2 separate regions of the Mus musculus genome follow, and region 1 is linked to region 2. Evidence: chromatin contacts called from public Hi-C data. All regions are on one chromosome and are shown on one strand. The core of a region is the stretch at or near the end of the contact, and the rest is flanking DNA. Distances in the headings are between cores, read along the strand shown.

What was found. A called contact is a pair of places that touch in the nucleus more often than the background predicts.
Region 1: a Hi-C map of bone marrow-derived macrophages shows a contact between it and region 2, with 45 read pairs. The contact joins two enhancer-like sites. A contact is called at or near these places in 5 of 15 datasets of contacts at CTCF or cohesin (CD8 T cells, the NIH/3T3 cell line, embryonic stem cells and 1 more), 30 of 484 Hi-C or Micro-C datasets (the AML12 cell line, the AtT-20 cell line, CD4 T cells and 20 more), 11 of 115 datasets of contacts at active chromatin or transcription factors (the 230-238 cell line, CD4 single positive thymocytes, CD8 T cells and 7 more) and 4 of 9 other capture datasets (adipose tissue, embryonic stem cells, liver and 1 more).

Annotation. Positions count from the first base shown.
Region 1 is chr7:81,287,909-81,293,845 of GRCm38.p6, reverse strand. Pde8a (phosphodiesterase 8A) reads right to left here. Exons shown (of 22, transcript NM_008803.3): 4 at 1,553-1,609; 5 at 660-714. Among named protein-coding and RNA genes, the nearest start is that of Rps17, 54 kb to the left of the region's middle. Within about 2 kb of position 3,110, at least 5 of the 459 cell types and tissues checked have an H3K27ac peak or open chromatin away from gene starts, as enhancers often do. A contact at or near this core is called in bone marrow-derived macrophages, where this site is marked.
Region 2 is chr7:81,174,807-81,181,375 of GRCm38.p6, reverse strand. No RefSeq gene overlaps it. Among named protein-coding and RNA genes, the nearest start is that of Gm44968, 28 kb to the left of the region's middle. Within about 2 kb of position 4,830, at least 19 of the 459 cell types and tissues checked have an H3K27ac peak or open chromatin away from gene starts, as enhancers often do. A contact at or near this core is called in bone marrow-derived macrophages, where this site is marked.

The sequences.
Region 1 (5,937 bases), core at 1,861-4,360, 110 kb before region 2:
GAAATCGTGTCTGTTTGTCCCCTGCAATAAATAGCCTACCATGTAACAGATTTTTCACTGGGTAGAAATGTTATATATCTACCAAACCATCTTTACCCTCAGTAAGCTGGGATTCCGGGTACGTACCCCGCAACCATCTGTTCTCTCTACGCCCTTTGATTTTGTTTGTGTTTCGGAGCTAGGGATCAAACCCAAGGCCTTCTACATCCTAAGCAAGTTTTCTTCCACTCACTCTGTCCCCAAATCCTATAGCTCATCTACAACCAGCTGGCTAAAATCCTGAGCAGCCTTCTGTTTTAAGAGAAACAACAGACTAAGGTGGATGTAAAGGGCGAGGAGCCAGGGCTTGGGCTGCCTCTCTTCCAGAATCATTGAACTGAATTGACTTCATAAATCTCCAGCTCACGTAAAAGCATTCTAATATACTTTGTAAAGGAGTCTGTCGGTGCAGGTCGTTTTATTACTCTGGCAGGCCTAGTTTTGAGACTCAGGAAATGAAGTGTTACAGATTAGACTATCAGTTTTCAAAGTCAAAACAAACTGTGACACAGTACAGGAACAATTTTTCTTCAAAATAATTTAAAATTTTTTGCTGGACACTGAATTGAGGTAAAAATTTCTCTGAATTACACTTGTCCATCTAAGAAGTAGGTACGTACCCGTGTGAAGCCAGCAGCAAGGAAGGGCATTAAAGATGATTCTTCTTTGTCCACCCTTCAAAGGAAAATGGTAAGGGTTAGACAGTGTTCACTAATTTACATAATCTTCAACAGTCACATAACATATACTTTCAAATGAATTAGATATATGCATATGAAATTAAAAATGAATTCCTTGTCTCAATTTAGTGTTTAGCCTTTTGGCAGGATCTTTTCATAGCGTGTTTAGTGGGGATAGGGTGTGCTGTTGCTCAGGCTGGCCTCGACTCCTAGGCTCAAGCTGTCGATCCTCTTTCCTGGGCCTCCAAGTACTAGACGACAGGTGCCTGGCGTTCCATCTAAGTATTTTAATACTTTAAATACAAAGATTATGTTAACAACTGAATAGTGTCCAGGTATATACTTAATATATAAATCTCTATATACTGAAACTATTAAATTCTCCTCTCTTCCATACTGAGAAGATTACAGAGCACAGAAGCATGTCTGTCTATACTGACTGGAAATCGTGCATAGTTAAGGGTTGCTCTCTTCCTTGTATAGTCTCTTCTCCTTGCTCTAATGTGAGAAGATTCCCTGCACTTATGTGGCACCTGAATCCTTATAGATACCTGAATTAAAGGCCCTACAAAGACCCCTCTTCGCAACCTTCACCCTTAAGAGAATGGAATTTTCTTAATAGTTTGCCTGCAAATGGAGGTTCAAAGTTTAGAAAACTAAACCTGAAAGCAAACTTCCTCCCTGAGGTCAAGCAAAGAAGAAAAAATAAAATGCCACAGAGTAATGAAAGCCAGACTTCAAAGGGGCTCTCCTGTCACAGGCAAGCCCTTATTTTGCCATCTGTTGATAACATTGCATTGATATATAAATTTCAACATTAAAAAAATGTTTACCTGCGTACTACGCCAACAATAACTGTGTTTTCTGAGAATTTTGATGATCTGATAGACCTTTAAAAAACAAAATTTTAAACAAGTATAAAAACAATTCTTAAAAATAAATATACTTTCATAGTTTTAGCTGTAGAATTACAGTTGGGGAGGAAAACAAGAAGAGGAAGGGCTCCCTTCACACTGTGGATTCATGGTCTCAGTTATTTGATCTTTCCTGGGGATAAACCCCTCATCAGTGGACCGTAATACCCATGACAATTATCATGCACAAATGAAACAGCTAAGGAGACTCTTTATGCATTAGCCCGGGGGACACTCTCTCCTACACTGTACTTACTAGAAAGGGGCCACAATCACTTGTCTCCTCCCCTGGAAGGAAGTGCAAGCTTCTCCTGCCTGTGCAGACTGCAGGTCACAGCAAACAGGGATCAGCTTGTCAAAGAACGGAGAATTCTTTTTTTTCTTTTCCTTAATTTATTTACTCATTTGCTTTACATTCCGATTGCAGCACTCCCCTCCGCCCCCCACTTCTTCCTCTCCTTCCAATGCATCCTCCCATTCCCTTCCCACTCTCCTCTGAGAAGGGAAGCCTCCCCCCATGGGTACCAACCCATCCTGGCACATCAAGCTAGGTGCATCCCCTCCCACTGAGGCCAGACAAGGCAGCCCAGCTAGGGAAAAGGGATCCAAAGGCAGGCAACAGAGTCAGAGTAAGGCCCCACTCCAGAGAAGTCTTGTGGAAGCGTGGGAGGAAGGACTGAGGGAGCCAGAATGGTCAAGGACACCATAAGAAGACCTGCAGAGTCAACTAACCTGGGCCCATGGGAACTCACAGTGACTGAACTGCCAACCACAGAGCATGCATGGGCTGGACCTAGGCTCCCCGCACATATGTAGCAGAAGTCTCCATGTGGGTCCCCTAACAAGAATGAAGAATTCTAAGGTAATCTGGAGGCAAAAATCACACCACCACAAGACTAAGACCAGGAAATACAAGATACTGTTGTCAGTCGCAATGAAAAGAGCCATCACCTGTGACTGAGGGTTAAGACGGAGGTTTGGTGGGGAAGAGTATGAGACACTGCTCCACTGACATCACCCAAGGAGTATGAGGCTCTCCCCTCAACCCTTTAAGGGGAAGCAATTACATAGACCACGAGTGATGACAACCTAGCGAAGAGATCAGAGGGAAGGCATATAGGAAATGCAGAGGAGTAGCAAAAGGAAAGGAACACTCTGCTGGAGGCATACCACAGCTTTGAACTCAACTTCCACTGAGAAAAAGGTGGATTTATCTAAGTTATCTCCTTCCACCCACTGGAGAAGAAGGATCTTGGATGGGAGTGGTAAAGAGCGCCATATTCAGACTGTCCTAACTAAGAGACAATCACACCGGCCTCCTGGAAGACAATGTGTTCAGGATGGGATAGAAACTAGCCAAGGCTGACTCCATGACTTCAGCTCTTAAAAAATAAAAAAAGGCTGAGCCACGTCTGAATCACAGAGTGGCTACTTCCCAATTTCTCCAGAGATGGCACATAACACAACTACTCTAGATGTCAGCAAGGGAATCATCATACACAGTGTGTGCACTGATCCTCACAAACTTCCTGTAAAGAGCCAGACGGAGACCATTTTAAGATTTGCAGGCTTTATGTATCCGTGTGTGTTTTGTCCCAGTTGACGACTAGTGATTATCAGCTTTAATTGTCAACTCACCACAACCCACAATGCCCCGGAAAGAGAGTGTATCAGTAAGACATGGTCAGCACTCTGTTGGCCTACAGACTTGTCTGTAGGGGATTGCCTTAAGTGCTGAGCACAAAGCAAGCAAGTGGGTAGGCAAGTGTGCATCCATTTTTCTCTGCTTCTAACTGTGGGTGTAATGTATCTAGCTGTTTCAAATTCCTGTCACCTTGATTTCACCACAGTGATAGACCATAAAACGGAATGAGCTAAAATAACCCTTTCTCCACTAAATTACTATTGTCAGGATATTTTATCACAGCAACAGAAATGAAACTAAAACAATTCCTTACCCTTGCAGCAGGAATGTGATCACAGAATAGGCAGAGCCTCTATCCTTTGCTCGCTCTTACCTTGGGGCATGCAGACTGCAGTTTCCTGTGGGTCTGAGGCTGTGGGTCACTAGTTCTCAGTGAGAGCTGTGCAAAAACGAAAAGCAGCTCCAGGGCCCAGCTAATCTCTCATGAGCACATAGCTCTTCCCATCCTTTTTCAACATTCTTGTGTTTCCTAATGTCCACTCGACTCTACTAGCTCTCATCTGTCCTTCTTCCCCACAGGAGCCCACCTAAAGGACACTGTAGAGTTCTACTGGAAAAGACTTTCCACACAGGGGACTGTAGGGCTGGCTAGGTGTCCAGCCCTGGTCTTCCTGCTAGGAGAAGACCAGACTCAGTTTCTGGAGAGAAAGGCTAGAGGAGGGTCTCTCAGCTCCAGAAGGATCATTGGTGCAGCAGACCCTTATTTGTACAAAGCTGGTGCACTCCTGGTAACAAAGCCCATGTGACTCTTAGGGACACTCCATCTGTTCTTAGAGGTTCCCGTCATGCCCTTCATCATAACAGCGATGGAGAGGGAAAGGGAGACTTAAGTTTCCAGCCAGCCATGTCAAATACACTCTCAGCATTTTAGTGGGGGAAACAGTTATGGTAATATAGTGGCAAGTGGGCAACCATCCAAGTAATATATGAGGAGGAGCTGTGGACAACCTGCCTATCACTGCAGGAAACAGACATGGGGCTCTGTGTCAAGGAAGAAACAGGAGAGGGAGCATGTCCACCCAGCCCACAAGCCCGTCAACGCAGTGCTAAACTGTATGTGAAGACAGAAGCAAACACTTGACTTCCTCTAGTGAAAATGAACAACTGGCTAGAAATAGGAATGGCAGGCACAGAAAATGGCATGAGAGACAATGGCCATTAAAACTAATATTCTTGCCTTAAAAATCATGAAACTAGGAAAGAAATGATTTGAAATAATCAAAATGGACACTAGGAAGACAGATTTCAAAGTCAGGAGACTCTAAAGACCAAGAAACCTGGGGCATTCTCAGAACTACCCTTGATTACACATGATAGAAAACCCCAAACAACAGTGATGTGGATCTGAAGGATGGATGGATGGATGGATGGATGGATGGATGGATGGATGGATATATAGCTAGAGATAAGGTTTTTTTGCTGTCAGGCATGGTGGTACACATCTTTAATTCCAGCATTGGGAGGCAGAGGCAGGTGGATCTTTGTGAGTTAAAGGCCAGCCTGGTCTACAAAGCAAGTTCCAGTACAGCGATCCTGCCTCAAAGTAGATAGATTGACAGACCAAGGGAGGGAAGGAGGGAGAGAGAGAGAGAGGGAGAGAGAGAGAGAGAGAGAGAGGGAGAGAGAGAGAGAGAGAGAGGGAGAGAGAGAGAGAATAGAGAATATGCAGTGAGAACTCGGAGCTGCTGTGACACTCTGCAGAACCAGGAATCTGGATTTTTTTCACTCTGTATTTCCCTATTATTATCTAAATAATATTTGGTCTTTGTGGTTTAAAATTATCTGAATGTTAGCCATCATTTCCACATGCTAGACATTAGGAAAAACAGCATGACCCCTCCCGTCAAGGATACTTTCTAGAAAGCACATAACCGTTCCAATGGATAGTTACAAGGAAAGCTAAAGAAGGCAACATACTCTTTAGGTGGCTTCATGCCCTGTGAAATTGCTGAGAATTGATTATTAGCTAAAGAACCATAAGCATGTACTGGGGAAACTACCAGTCTCTGGTCACACGAGAGAACTCCAAATGATCCTGATAATGGTCTCAGCACCAACACCGAGGAAGGGGTTACCATGGAGGTTCACAGCGATCTTGCTCTTTAGATCAAGGTGAATCAAGAAATCGTATGAACGAATGTGTCTTGACACTGTCCTTATTATTTTTTTTTTTTTGACAGGAGGAACATAATTCTGTTTGTGGGGTGTGCGGTGTGTGGTCCCAGACCAATGCTCGGCATCATCTCAGTCACCCTCCACCTTGTTCACTGAGGCAGGGTCTCTCGGTTGAGGCTGAAGCTCAGGCTTCAGCTTATCCAGATAAGCAGCTTGTTCCAGGGAGCCATCTCTGCCCTCTAAGGCTGAACTTACAGGTGGGTCATGCATACCCACCATTACATAGGTGCTGGCGGTCTGGACTCTGGTTTTCATGCTTGCACGGTAACATCTGTACCACGGAGCCATTCCTTCTCCTGAGTTTGCTTTTGCTTCTGTATCCATGTGAATTTTAATTCTGCTACAAGAGTGGTTCTCAACCTTCCTATTGCTGTGACCCTTTAATACAGTTCCTTATGTTGTGGAGACCCCCAGCCATAAAATT
Region 2 (6,569 bases), core at 3,581-6,080:
GGTTAAATGGCCTTTTCACAGGAGTCACCTAAGACCATTGGAAAACACAGATATTTACATTATGATTCATATCAGTAGCAAGACTAGTTATAAAGTAGCAATGAAATAATTTTATGGTTGGGGATCACCATGACATGAGGTTCTATATTAAAGGGATGCAGCAATAGGAAGGCTGAGAGCCATTGAACTAGGGTAACCAGGAATTTTAAACAACACAAGGTTAATAGCCTGGTGACCTTTGTACTATCTGTATGGCTGAGACTATATCAGATGCTCTCCCAGACTCTTATCCTGAGTGTGTCAATCTATGGAACCCATCTCTATGGAAGGAGTCACATGTAGTCAATCTATAGAACCCATCATTATGGAAGGAGTCACGTGTGCTTCAAAAAGAGTTTTGAGATAGTCACACCTTAAGTTTTGTTGTGACATGGGCATGGGTTAATTAACACACTCACTCTTTCACCAAACTGTGCCGTGCTTAAATATGCATGAAATAAACAGCTCCAGGTCAGACCAAGTTTGAACCAACGCCGGCTACTTAGTTGTATTAAACTGAACTGCCTTCTCGCCTCTGGCTGATCATTACTCTGCTGGTCATGGTGGCTGGAGAGACCCACACACACTGGTGTGTTTGTCCAGGATCTCGGGCAGGACGCCTGTATCAGTCTCCTAGGGCTGCCTTAGTCCAGTGCCATAACATTGTTACAACAACAGAGGTGTATCCTCAGGGTTCTGGGGGCTGAGGCTGTCAATCGGCTAAGTTCCACAGAGACCAGAGGCTCCTTTTTTGGTTTGTTTGTTTGTTTCGAGACAGGGTTTCTTTGTATAGCCCTGGCTGTCCTGGAACTCACTTTGTAGACCAGGCTGGCTCCAAACTCAGAAATCCTCCTGCCTCTGCCTCCCGAGTGCTGGGATTAAAGGCATGAGTCACCATGTCCAGCTCAGAGGCTCCTTCTTTGCCCCTCATCCCTTCCCCCCCCCCCCCCCCCCCCCCGCTTGTGGGATCAGGGCTCTAATCTCCCTCCGTAGTCACGTGGCTTTCTTCTGTGTGCATTTATGCATCTGAGAGTCTCAGATCTCCCTGTCCCTTCCACTTCATACCTGTCACTCCTAAATCCAGGACGATTTCATCCTAGATCCTTAACTTACATCTTCAGGACCTGTGTGTTAGTCATGCCTGTCACTATGGCAAAAATGTCTGGGAACCCACTTGCTAGGAAGAAGGCTTATGTGGATCATGGTTTCAGAAGTTTTGGTCTGTGGTCATTTGGCTCTGTTGTTTAGGGTCACATCTAGGTGATCAGAAAGCACAGAAAGAGAAATAGGAAGGAAGTGGGGTCCTGATTCTTCTCCACTGAAGTAGCTCCCCAGTGAACTCACCTCTTACTTCCCACTAGGCCCCATCTCCGCCATCTCACAGGCTGAGGACCAACAGCCTCCCCCCCCCCCCCCAATATTTTACCTTCAGGAAAATACTCTAAATCCAACTCTAGCAATCTATTTCCAAATAAGGCTGCACTCACACATGCTGGGGATCTGTGCTCCAGCTCTGGGGGGAGGGGCGACAACACACCAACCACTACAATATCACACTTAGTCATGATGTCTCCCTAGGTTCCACTGGGCAGGTTTTCCTTGTGGGCGAAGGCTCTGACAGTTCTGTGGCATCGTGGTTAGATATTTTGTAGATTATGTCATGGTTTGAGTTTGTTCAATGTTTTCCTCCTGTTTAGACTGAGGTTGTAGGTTGAGGGAGGGAGACCACAGAGGGGCAGGGCGCTGCCTCCGGAGAGGCACCTCCCCACCCCCTCACTGGTGTTAACCATACCCAGGAGGCCTCTCTCCTGCAAACTTCCCTTCTTACCTCCTCTGCCTCCATGCCATGTTCCTTGGAACCACTTCTAACAGTCGCCCACACTAGGGACGGGAGTCACGCTACTGTCCCCACAAGGCGTATTTGTATCGATTATTCAGACTTCTATTGTCCTCAAAACATTCTCGCACAAGAAAGCGGCTTCCACTCAGTTAGCAGGAGTGCCTGCCCTGCAGTCACAGAGCCTCTGATCTTCAGAACCACAGAAACTGGGTCTGGTGGTACACACTTATGATCTCATCGCTCAGGAGGTGGAGGCAGGAGGATCAGAAATTCAACTTCATCTTTGGCTACATAGGAAGCTTGAGGCCAGCACGGTATATATGAAACCCCGTGTCCAAAAGTTAAAAATCGCGCACACACACACACAGTCTGCCTTGTCCCAGCTCTCTGGAGAGAATTTCAAACACAGGCCCAGCCCTGAGCATATAAAAATCTCTGAATAGTTCTAACTAGCTAAAAATACTTTGAGGGCAAAGCTGTGCAAAATGTAAGTCATGGAGCTGAGGGGCTGGCTCCATGGGTGAGGGTGATTGCCACCAAGCCTGACAACCTGAGTTTGTTCTCTGGAACCCACACTGTAGAAGAAGAAGAAGACAAAGAAGAAAACCCACTCCACAGGTCATCCTCAGACCTCTATATGCATGCTGTAGTGCGTGCAGACTCCCACAGAAATACATAGTTTTAAAATGGAAATACGGTAGGCTATGGATTAGTAGTTTCATATCTGTAATAATGTAGGTACAGAAATTGGGCGTAACAATGCAGACAATTTCATGACAATTTAAAAAGTAGGTTTATTAACTCCAACAGTTAAGAATTGAGGCTTTTTAACATAATTGTGGCCTGGGCTGGGGAGATGGCTCAGTGATTGAACTGCTTGTGGTACAAATCTGAGGCCCTGAATTCAAACCCCAGAGCTATAGAAAGGGCGAGCCAATAGCTCACACATCTATAACCACAGCACTGCTAATGGAATACTGGAAGCAGAGACAGGAGGATCCTTCAAACCCCAGCCCAGCCCACCCTGTATCCTACATTAAAACACAACAGAGAGACATCACCTCAAATAAGGTAGCAAGCAAGGACACCTGAGGTTGTCCTCGGACTCTGCCAAAGCTCTGGCATGCACATACACGCAGATGCAGGCATGCGTATGTGCACGTGTGTGAACACACACACCCAGGATAAAAAGAAAAATAACCTAGTCATGTACAGTTCACCCTCTGCATCTGTGTTTTCTATCCCCGTGGATTCAAACAACTGTAGATTGAAAATATTCTAAAAGGCAAAACTACAAGGAATGGGGGGGGGGGGGTGGCGGGTAATTGCATGTGTACTGAGCACACACCTCTTTCTCTTGTCATGAGTCCCTAAATGACGCAGTATCACACCCGTTTACACACACCTATATTGTGTTACATATTATAACTGACCTAGAGCAGGATATATGTAGGCTATATGCAAATGCACAGCATTTTATTTTATTTAGTTTAGTGTATTGTTTTTTGAGGTGGTGTCTCATGCCACCCAGGCTGGCCTCAAGCTTGCTGGGCACTGGGATTCCAGGCATGCTCCCACACAGCCAGTCAGCAACATTTTATACAAAGGGTTTGAGCATCTGTAATGTGGGCATCAGCACAGGATCCAGGAACCAATCCCTGACACGCGACCTCGCGTGCCTTTGTTAATAGCTTAGAGTCATCTGTTCTGTTGTCTGCCTAGGAACTTAGTCCAATACCAAGGGTGGAGAAGAAGCATCGCAGGAAGCCATGTTCACCCGGCCAGGTGTGCCTCATACAGACGTGGGTGTTCCCCACTGTCACCTCACCAACACGCCCCTTTGTTCTCTAGATGTGACAGAGAGGCAGCAACGGGCCTCTGTCCCAGCTTTACCACACTGAGTTCTTGCCTGTGCTTTTTCTCCCCAGGGTGTGCTTGTCCTATCTCCCACGTGCAGGCCCTGCCCAGTGTACAAAGCAGGACAGCCCCTCTCTGACCACTCCAGCCTGCTTCAGTCTGCTCAATATAGGGCCACTGACAGGTCTGTCTGGGAGGGCTCTTGCTCATGCTAAGCTGAAGGTGCCCACGGCATTTCTGGTGCACACAGGAGATAGCAAAAGGGGACTGGGCTGCCAGTGTCAACTTTTTGCTAAGATCTCCAAAGTAAGCCATTCATATGGTCATGGGGCAAAGAGGAGTTAATTATCAGACCGCCACAATTTAAAATAATAAATATATTGATTATTACTATATCAACTACAGAAGAACACAGAGCCTACATACTCATGGAAAATATGCAACCACAGTCCCATATTTGATATAAATAAAAAATGTTTTTTTGAATTATTAAATTGGGTTTTAGTAAAACATATTAATAAATACTGTTATCTTGTAGACAATCCAAATATTGCAGCACATTGTACGTTTAAAGGAGATAGCCCTTGATATAAATGGCATTAATTTTAATTTGTAATATAGAAACAGTCTCAAAAAGCATGCCAGGAGCTGGAGAGATAGCTCAGTGGCTAAGAGCACTGGCTGCTCTTCTAGAGGGCCAAGTATAGCAGGTGTGCATTTAGATACCATACACATAAAATTAAGTAAAATAAATAAATAAATAAATAGGCCATGGCACTGGTTCATAGAGGCACACGTGGCACACAGCTGTAACCCCGGCACTTGGGAGGGAAGTGGAGGCAAAGGGTTAGCTCCTCCCACTCCTGCTCTAAGGAAGAATCCAATCCTTCGCCTTCCTACAGGGTCTGGGTCACTGCTGTCCCATCAAGCTGCTCTCAGAGCATAGTAGGTGCATAGTAGGTACTGTGGACTAGGTTCTATCTCCTTAGTCCCTGTGAGGAAGCCTTGGTTCCCAGTGTGAAGTATTTGGAGGTGGGGCTTGTGGATGGCCATTAGGTTCAGATGAGGTCATGAGGGTGGGGCTCTCTTACATCAGTCTCGGTTACAAAATACTATAAACAGAGTGGCTTATAAATGACAAGAATTTATTCCTCACGGGTTTGGGGCCAGAAGTTCAATATCAAGGTGCCACATGGCTGAACTCTCCTGAAGACCCCGTTCTGGCTCTCTGACCCTTCTGACCTCTGACCCTAACCTCACAGCAGGAGAACTCTGCAGTCTCTTTTATAAGGGCTCCATCCTGATGACCTCCCAAGGCCCCATTTCCTAATGTCACCTCAGAGGCCACAGTGTCAGCATCTAAATCTATAGAACACACAATTCATCAGTGTGGCGCAGACAGCTCACCTACAAAGACCCCTATTTTTTGCAGGAAACCCTCTCTGCTTTATACTGCCCTTAATTTCTAGAGTCTGCCAAAATCCCACACCCTTGGTGACAAGGTTTAGCTTATTTTCTTCTAACTGAGGTGAAAAAAGTTTTCTCCTGAAAAGGAGCCTTGAACTGCTTGGTAGCAGGCTCTTATAGCAGTAAGCCTTGTGGTTACGGTGAGAGGAATGCTGGGATTGATTAGCAATGCCTGACATGACTGTTGGACAAGTGAAGGCACCTGTGCCAACCTAGTTTAAAAGCTGTTCTGTTTTTCTCCTTCCTTTTCTGTTGTTGTTGTTCAGTTTGTTTGTTTGTTTGTTTGTTTGTTTGTTTGTTTGAGAGAGGAACTTGTGTAGCCCAGGCTGGCCTTTAGCTTGTTATATGCCTCAATTCCTGGATATTCTTGAATTCCACCTCCCACAAGTAGGTTTTATAGGCAATTGAGTATCAGCAACCATGAATCCTCTAAGAAATATGTCCTGGTGGCCTCATCCTCAAGGGGCACCCAGCTTCTGTGGGAGTAAGAGATGTTAAAGTCCACTGCTCTGTGACTAAGGAGTCCCGGAACCCTGTGTGCAACCCCCGATCAGCAGTACCATCTCCACAGAGAAGAACCAACTCTCAGAGAAGTTGTGATTCATTCCCATAGACCTAAGTCCAGCACCATGCTAGGTACTTTGGAAGAAAACAAAAGCACTGTAATGTCTATGCCCAAGAAGCTGCCATTTTACCAGGAACATCCCTGGCTGTGTAATGAGTTCGCATGGAGCCCAGAGCATCAGGACAAGGACCCAACAGGTAAGAGAGGAAGAGGTGGGGAGCTTGATCTTGGAAAGACAGCTGTGTGTACAGTCAGCAAAGGGTCCTGCTCAAGGGCAGTGGGAGAGGGGTTTGGAGTTTGAATGGAGAGCTGCAGGGGAAATGGCCAGGACTATAGCCATGGGGTACAAGAGCCAAGCCAAGCCTCCATGCTGCAGAGCTAAGGGCCCAGAGGACTGGAACTCAGGTCAGCTATGGGCAAAGAAGGTGCCCTCAGAACAAAGATCTATCGCAGAGCCAAACTGGACCTAACTCATGTGGTAGAACCAGTTTCTGCCACACTGGACTCCAAGTTCCCTCTGCCTCAGGCAAATCTAGTTCTAGCTGGAAGGGAAGGGGGAGGTGGCAGGTAGGGGTGAAGAAATGGGTGCATGAAGTACCCCAAAGCCATTTACTGGAGTAAATGAGCCTTGGGGGTGGCAGCAGCCTGAGCAGAAGAGACAGGGTTGGGAATGGTAGAGACAAACTCCAGAAGCAAGGGCTGGTGTCCTCATTTGCCTTTCCTGCCCTGATAAGAGACTGGCCAAAGCCAACTGGGGGAAGAAAGCGTTTGTTTGTCTTACACGCCCTGATCACAATCCAC